3 separate regions of the Gossypium hirsutum genome follow, and all the other regions are linked to region 2. Evidence: chromatin contacts called from public Hi-C data. All regions are on one chromosome and are shown on one strand. The core of a region is the stretch at or near the end of the contact, and the rest is flanking DNA. Distances in the headings are between cores, read along the strand shown.

Evidence for each region. A called contact is a pair of places that touch in the nucleus more often than the background predicts.
Region 1: a contact with region 2 is called in a Hi-C map of leaf, with 2.2 times the contacts expected there. The contact joins the enhancer-like site here to the promoter of LOC107951142 in region 2. A contact is called at or near these places in 6 of 34 Hi-C or Micro-C datasets (callus and leaf).
Region 3: a Hi-C map of leaf shows a contact between it and region 2, with 3 times the contacts expected there. The contact joins the promoter of LOC107952222 here to the promoter of LOC107951142 in region 2. A contact is called at or near these places in 3 of 34 Hi-C or Micro-C datasets (callus and leaf).

Annotation. Positions count from the first base shown.
Region 1 is chrA02:44,654,927-44,657,626 of Gossypium_hirsutum_v2.1, forward strand. No RefSeq gene overlaps it. Among protein-coding and RNA genes, the nearest start is that of LOC107951143, 5.0 kb to the left of the region's middle. Within about 2 kb of position 1,390, at least 3 of the 9 cell types and tissues checked have an H3K27ac peak or open chromatin away from gene starts, as enhancers often do. A contact at or near this core is called in leaf, where this site is marked.
Region 2 is chrA02:44,495,613-44,498,312 of Gossypium_hirsutum_v2.1, forward strand. It overlaps LOC107951142 (cytochrome P450 78A9), which reads right to left and starts at 1,314. Exons shown (of 2, transcript XM_016886076.2): 1 at 246-1,314. The coding sequence starts at 1,211.
Region 3 is chrA02:44,255,257-44,257,956 of Gossypium_hirsutum_v2.1, forward strand. LOC107952222 reads right to left here and starts at 1,384. Exons shown (of 6, transcript XM_016887494.2): 1 at 1,014-1,384; 2 at 720-929; 3 at 542-621. The coding sequence starts at 1,139.

The DNA.
Region 1 (2,700 bases), core at 140-2,639, 160 kb after region 2:
AAATTTTAAATATAAAATTTTTATAAATTATTAATTTTAAAATTAATTTTAAAGATATTCAAACATTTTTTTAAAAAAGGTTTCAATATGTTTAAAAATAATTTAAAAATCATAATTAAAAAAATTATAAAACAAATTAAAATATACATTTAAAATATTATAAAACTAATAATAAATATGAAAGGTCATATCTTTAAAAAATTTAAATGTTTTATATTATTAAAAAATAATATTTAAAATTTAGAAAAATAATTTCAAATATATATATTTAAAATTTTAAAACTATATATTATAAAATATTTCAAATATGCATTTCAAATTTTTTAAAATTAATAATAAAAAAATAAAGACAAAACTTAAAAAAAGTAAAAGAAAATGACAAAAGTAAAAAAAGTAATAAAAAAACAATGTAAAAAAAATAACAAGGTGGCTGTCAGGCTGGTGGCGCAATTCTAAATGGCTCTATCAAAAAAATTAATTTTTTTACATGGAAGTTGACGTGGCATTTTAGTGGAGCCAAATGATTTGACTCCACTAATTTTTACTGTAAATTTTAAGTTATTTTCATATTTAATTAAAAAAATAAGTCATTTTAATAATTAATTAAATTTTTAAGTTATTTTAATAAAAAAAAACCTTAGATTCTATTCCATAATCTAGCTACAAATCTAGTACATGCATCATTGTCAGCTTATGTAACTCCCCTGGCATATGCTCTACATATCTTTTTGCATTTCCAAAGCAAAACCAAAGAATCTAATTTCAAGCCATGCAATGTGGTGCAACCTTGATCAAATTGCTGTTCTTTTCTTTTCTTTTTTGCATAATAATTTTTTTCCTTCCAATTAAAAAAAATATATTATTTTAGTCTTTTATTTAATTTTTTATCTTTTTTAGACATTGAATTTACTTTTATTCCAAATCACTCTAAAATAGATAGAAAAGTCAGCGTTTTTAACTTTACTGACATGGCATACACATAGATTTCCATGTGGAGGACATGTCAGCATTTAATTAATTTTTTAAAATTTTAAAAATTCAAAAAATATATAAGAATTATTTTTAAAAAGATTAAAAATTATTAAAATTATTTAAAAAAGTATAAAAAATATATATATTTTTTAAATTTTAAAAAATTAATTAAATGCTTACATGTCATTCAAGTGGCAGGCCACATGTATGTCATGTTAATAAAGGTTAACTTTTCCATCAATTTTGAGATGATTTGAAAAAAAATACAAATTTAAGAATTAAAAAATAAAAAATTAAAAATTAAACGAAAGGCTGAAAACAAAGCCAAATAATTGATTATGTTGGTGTAATGTAATGGAATCCCATTCTTCTGTGTGCAATATGTATAGGCTTTGGAGTATTGTGTTTGTATGCTAACATATATGTTTTCAAGAAGTTTGGTTCAGCCCAATTTTAAACTTGGATTAGCCCATTAAATAAAATACAATTCACTCCTTAGATCCAATTAGATTGAAGCCCAATTCCATCCTTATCTATTTATGAGTTAATTTCACTATACATCCTAAAATTATAACATTTATTTTAAATTGGTCCTCAAACTTTAAAGCATTCTAAATATATCTTCAAATTATTGAGGTTATATGAATAAGAGCATTCAATTATTAAAATCATTAATTTAACCATCAATTGAGATCTCAAGTCCTATGTGGTATAGTTTAAAATAAAAAATTTAAAGGAAAAAAAATGACTATTGTAAAAATGGATGTTGTAAATATCTCAGTTTTAAGGTTTTCGAAACTTTTACAAAATTTTAACTATTCACTCTCTGGCATTTTTTTTTTTAGTTTTACTTTATTTTTAGTTTTAACTTTTAAATATTATATGGTAACATTTTACTTTTCTTTAAAAAATTTATTTTAAATTATGTAACATAAGATTTGATATGTCATTTAATGGTTTTGATAATAGAAGAACCTGATTAATATAACATCGATAGTTTGGGAATGTAATAGAATGTTTTAAAGTTTAGGGACTAATTTAGAATAAATGTCACAATTTTAAGATGTTTAGTGCAATTAACTCTATTTATTTATTATTTCTATATTATTTTTCCAAAAAATCTTATAATTTTTTTCTAAAAGCTTCACCCAATTAGATTCAAGCCCAATTTTTTTTCTTTATTGTTCCTTAAACTTATATTTGTTTTGCCCAAAAACACGTATTATATTTTAATTTTTTACACTTCAAGAGAAAAAGATAGCTTTAGTTTCAAATTTCAAACCTTTTCCAATTAATTTAAAAACCCCTTTCGCAATTCAAAACAAACACCAATTTCTGCAAATATTTCAAGGGGAGAAGCCAGGAGTAACAACGGGATTTAAGATTAGAAATATTTATGGGTTGAATTAGGTTAAGTTGCGACTTGATTTAGAAAATTTTTAAATTTTGAATCTAGTTCAATCTAACATGCTCAAATAACTCATTTCACTATTTAAAAAATAAAATATTTAAAATCTATAATTTTATATTAATATTATATATTTTTATAATTAAATTTAAATAAAAATCTTTTAAAAATTACTTATCGAAGACAAAAAATTTTGCCCAAACTTATGACGGCAGACCACCCAATCCATTAACAAGTCTACTCAAGATAAAAAAAAAATTTCAAATTTGCAAAGAGTATATGAACGTATAACGAATTTTAACCTAATTAAAAATGTTAGT
Region 2 (2,700 bases), core at 64-2,563:
TTTTATTACATAATAATAAATTTACTTTAATGAAAAATAAATGATTAGTTTTTAAAAAAAAATTATAAAAGTCAACAGTGAGTATAATTATGTGAAGTTTTAATTTAAAAGTTGGAAGATATAAGGATTAAATTTATTTGGATGGGGATGACTAAAAAGTTGTTTTTAGATGGTGCTATAAGTTAAAAAATAAATTTAGTTAATTAATTTCCAAGAGGCAATAACTCCAAAGCCTTGTTGCTTACCCAAAGAACGGCAATCATATCGTTGTCGGAGAGCCTATCCGTTCCACTTAGAGAAAGTAAAACGTCCACGAAATCATGGTTTCTTTCCCCGCTTTTGAGCTTATGTTCTTCAATGATTCCTTTCACGAACTTGTTCACTTTGGGAACAAGTCTCGAGCATCGATGCCGGATTTTTTGAAGGTCCAAACCACCAAGCCATGGGAGATGATCAGACCAATTGAGCTTCCCTAGTAACTCGTAACCTTCTTCAACGAGCCGGCTCAGTTCTTCGGTTTCACAATTTGACGAACTCAGTTGATAATTACACCCAAACACCGAGCGCATCATGTTGTTAAGGGACGCTTTCTTTAGTATATCACGTACAGTGAACTCCCCACCGCGACTTGCTATCATAGACACCATTTGGGAGGCAATATCAAGCCTCTGTGAGGCGGTGGAGATAATTTGTTTAGGCGAAAAAAGATGCGTCGCTGCAATTCTTCTTAGGGTTCGCCAGTAAACACCGTAAGGAGCGAAGCCGATGGCTCTGTTGAACATTAGACTGTATGCTGATTGTTTCATTGGACGGTCAGCAAAAACAGAACTGTTGAGTATCTCTTTGGCCACATCAGGGTTGCATGTAATGATAACCCGTGTATCACCCAAGCTAAAGGCCATGAGTCGCTTGGCACTAAAACATATGGCTGCAGAACAAAGCTTGCGGTAAGCCAGGTTTACCATGAGGTCCATGCTTCCGAGAACCGGGAACCCTCGTGGCCCTGGAATAATGGTTTTTGTGGTTCTTTTTTGGCGCAGCCTATAGTACTTACCCCAAGCAGGGCCTCCAGGGTAGAACCAGAACCAGAGGGCCATGGCCAACCAAGCCATGCAAAGGGAAAGAAGAAGCAAAATGGTGTTTGAGGAAGAGAAAGTTTTGCATTTGGAGGCAAGAAACAAAACCCAGAAACAATCAGTTTTGGTTTCCATGAAGGAGGAAACTGGGGCGGGGGAGGTAATGTTTGTTTGTATAGAATATGAAGAATCAAGGTTTCCGTTTTTGGTGTTAAACTAAGAAATGGGAGGTCTGTTTATATAGAGGTTTTTGCGGAGTAATAAAATAACTCAGCTAATGTGTTAGGTTCATTACTAGAAATATTGTAATAATATTGAATTTTGAATTTTTAGGTAGAGAAGTTTTAAAATTTTGTGATAATATTGTAATAATATTGTTGAGAGAAGTATTTATTAAAGGTATTCATGAGTCATGTTAGGATGGATTTAAGCTTGATTTTATTATATTTTATATTTATTTAAATTCCACTCGACTTAAAAAATTTAAAATTTTGTCTCATTCTTTCTATATTTATAAATAGTTAAGTTTATTTTAGTACATGTTATTTTTATTTTTTTTACAAATATTTGTGTACTTTTTAATTTAATATATCATCTTTTACTAAAGTTTTATATATAGACGTCTTATCACTTTTTAATCTTTATATTATTATAGTATATATTATCATAAATTTAAATTAAATTAAAATAATTTGTGTTGGACTCAAATCTTGAATGTTTAAATTTGAACTAAGTCTAACTTTTTATTTAAATTTATTTTTTGAACCTAATAATTTTAACTAAATCCCCAAAAATTTAACTAACTCTTGAGTTTTAACAAATAACCTCAATCCACAATCATGTCTAGCAGCCACTATCCAAAAAATTAAAATTTTATAATTAAGAAAAAAAAGTTATTAACTTCACAAAGAAAGAGCCGTAAAGATGTGGATATTTTCTGAACCAAGATTTCATAAATATAAAAAGTAAATTTAAGAAAGCTGTTCCTTTGTTTAAAAATCTAATCATAATCTAACGTGATTATGAGAAAATAAATATAACTCTATAATGGACATGAATAAAAACAAAGGGAAAAGTTAAGGATTGAAACATCAATGTCCGCCGCCACTAGCATAAATAACGGAAAACAGAGATTCGAGGAACCCATGCCCCACTCGCAATTCAGCTGGCGTTTAGAACAACCTAGGCCAAGCTGAGTCCATATCATAGACACCTAGCAAAGTTGCCATCCTTTCCGATCAATAGTATATTCCAGCCCCTTAAAAATAAATGAATTAATATTTTCATATTAAATTAAAAAATAAATTAATTTTTTTATTTAAAATTTTTATCTATTTTTATTATTTAAAATTAACCTTCTTAATAAAATAACTAGACAATTACATGAGATATGTCATGTTTACCTCATGTTAATATACAGTGATCAATTTTTAATAATAAAAATAAATAAAACTTAAAAAATCTCATTTACTCTTTGACTTAATATATAAAAATTAATTTACCTATTTTTTAAGTAAAAAAATAAAATATAAATAGACTCTTATTATAAGTAACTCAAATATACTTTTACCTAATAAAAAGTTTAAAGGGTTTTTCAATTTGCAAATGAACAGGGAAGTTAATG
Region 3 (2,700 bases), core at 134-2,633, 240 kb before region 2:
GAACAGATAAAAAGAAGTTAGATTGCCTTGTTTGAGTTTAGAAATTAAAACTTGAAACTCACAGAAAGAGGCATAACAAGTAATCCGGTAACAACTTACAAGCATTCCAGTTCATTGTCCTTTGCAGAGGTAGACAAAGACTGATGAACATGATTTTACTGTCAAAACATGATTAAACCATAACAATCATCACCCAGATAAGTTCCCGAGAAAGGCAAGGCAGTCGCTCCTGGGAAAGGGACTCGGAAACAATCCTAACCTCTTATCTCATTTCATGAAGATAAAAGGAGACTACCAAGTCCCAACGTAGACCCTTGCACTTACATATTTCAGCTCAATGCTATTATTATCGCACCCAAAATCATTTCTAACAAAGTCTAAGTTTATGTAGATGAAACGTTGAAGTCAATGGACTTTGCACTGCCTCCATTAGACCCAAGGTTTGACATCATTGCAGCTCTCAAACTAAAGCAAGATAAGCATTTTAAAGATAGAATAATTTGGATATTCATTCCAATGTGGTACTCCGTAAAAGTGATACCTGAGGTAAGGAACCAAGTATACAACAGAATACACGGCGTAGCGCCGCTTTCCAGAATCAAGCCAAGCAAAAACCCAGCTCTATCAAATCATAGACCAAAAAGAAAAGTTAGCAATTTAAAACGAAACCCCACTTCCCTCTTCAAAAAAAAAAAAAAGTGAGAATTTCAATGTCTAACCAGCCAATTGAAGTAAGGGATAAAACTAATAATTCCCATAGCCGCAAACCTCGTATCCCCTGCATCAATAATCGAACTACCACCATCTACTTCCCCTGTATCGGCGGCAGGAAGAAGTAGTGAACTCAGCATACAGGCGCCGATTGCAGCCGCAAGGGGAGCATCCGGTGAAAACTCCGCTCTGCATATTCCTCTATTAATCTTCTTCTTCTGTAAAAATCCATAATCAACAACCAAAAAAAAAAAAGAAAAAGAAAATAACTAGAGAATATAAAAAAAAGAAAAAAAATTCACCTTTTTGTGGATTTTAGGAAAGCAATGAAAAGCAGGTTTAAATTTGGGTATTGAAGAGGGTATGAGTGAAGGGTTTAAAGAAAATAAAGAAGCGGAATAGGGTTGAGAAAGGTAAAGGCAGATCATGGTTGGGTGGTTGCAGCCGCAAACATTAGCAGATGAGTGAGGAGTATGGCGCCCGCCTTTCCTCTTTGTTGGTTCCGAGAGTTGAAAGAAAGAGTGGGAAGTTGAAAAGGCTGGGGATTTTGGGAAGGGTGACAAGTGAGAAAGATGGAGGTTGACAACGATTTCAGATCCTGGCCTGGAGTTGGATGTTTCTGCCGATTGCTTTCCTGCTGATTTTTTAAATTTTTGTTCATTTTAAAAATGTTAACTTTGTTTTTTTATTATTAAATAATATAAAAAATGTAATTTTAATTTTTAATGAATTGTATAATTAAGTTAATTGAGTGAATTAATGAATTTAACTTTAAAAAATAATTTTTTCTTTTTGGATTAAGTAATATAAAAAAAGTGTGAACTTTAATTTGTTGGTAAAAAATAAAAATAAAAAAGTTAACTTTATATGTTGGTAAAAAAGTTTATCAATTTAAAATAGTAATTATATTTTTTTTGATAAATAATTGTTTTTAGATAAATTTATGTTTCTTTTGAAATTTTACTATTTAAAATTTAATTATTATATTAAAAATAAACAAATAAAAATATGTCATATAGATATAAATAGGTATATTAGAGTCATAAAAAGTTAAATAAATAGTTTTAAAAACATAAAATTTGAAGTATATTAGTGCAGATAAAGGCTATTTTTAGCCATATTTCACGACGGCGAGGCAGTATAAGGTGTTGGCAACATTAGTCAAGCGGTCATTGTTGTCACACCAACGTGCGGTGGTCGACAGGGTTTCATGTTGGTTCTTGTTTCACAAAAGTCCATTCTTTTTTTAGACTCTTATTCGAAATTAGGGAGTAAGGGGTCGAAAGAGCCTACACTATTGCGAGCTTAACTGGGAGCACGATTGGGCCAAAGCTGAGTGTAGATTTAGGGTTTGTCCAAACAGGTGCAATAAGTGTTTTTGGCAAATTAGAAGTTTTGTTGTCAAATTCTTCTCCATTCGTACAAATTAACGTATCTGCTTTCTTGTGAATTCTGAGTTTGAGTTTCTCTTTAGTTTATCTTGCATTTACAATTATCGAGATTAATGCTCTTTTGAAGAAGATGAAATTCACTGAAGAAAAAGGGCAGGGGTTGTCGATAACAGACAAAGAGGATTTGATACATACTGGCCTAGAGGCTTGGGTGGTAGGTACTTTGGTTTCTGAAAGTTGCTTCAATAAGGAAGCCTTCTTTCGAGTCTTTCAGAATGTATGGTATACTACAACAAAGGTACAATTTTCTTCTTTGCCTTCCACATTAGTATTGATCAAGTTTGGTTCTATTGAAGATAGGAGGAAAATCTTTGAGCCAGGTCGGTAGAGCTTCAATAAATCTCTATTTTGCGATTGGCGGAGTGTATTGATGGTTGCCCTCATGCCAACTATGATTTGTCTAAGGTATTTTTTTGGGTGCGGTTCTAAATGTTCCTCTTACTTGGATGAATCGAGCCTAGCCCTTCAACTTGGGGGTCTATAGTTGAGGTTCTGGCTATTGACTAGAAGGATAGAAAAAGAGGGTTGGGGAGGATAT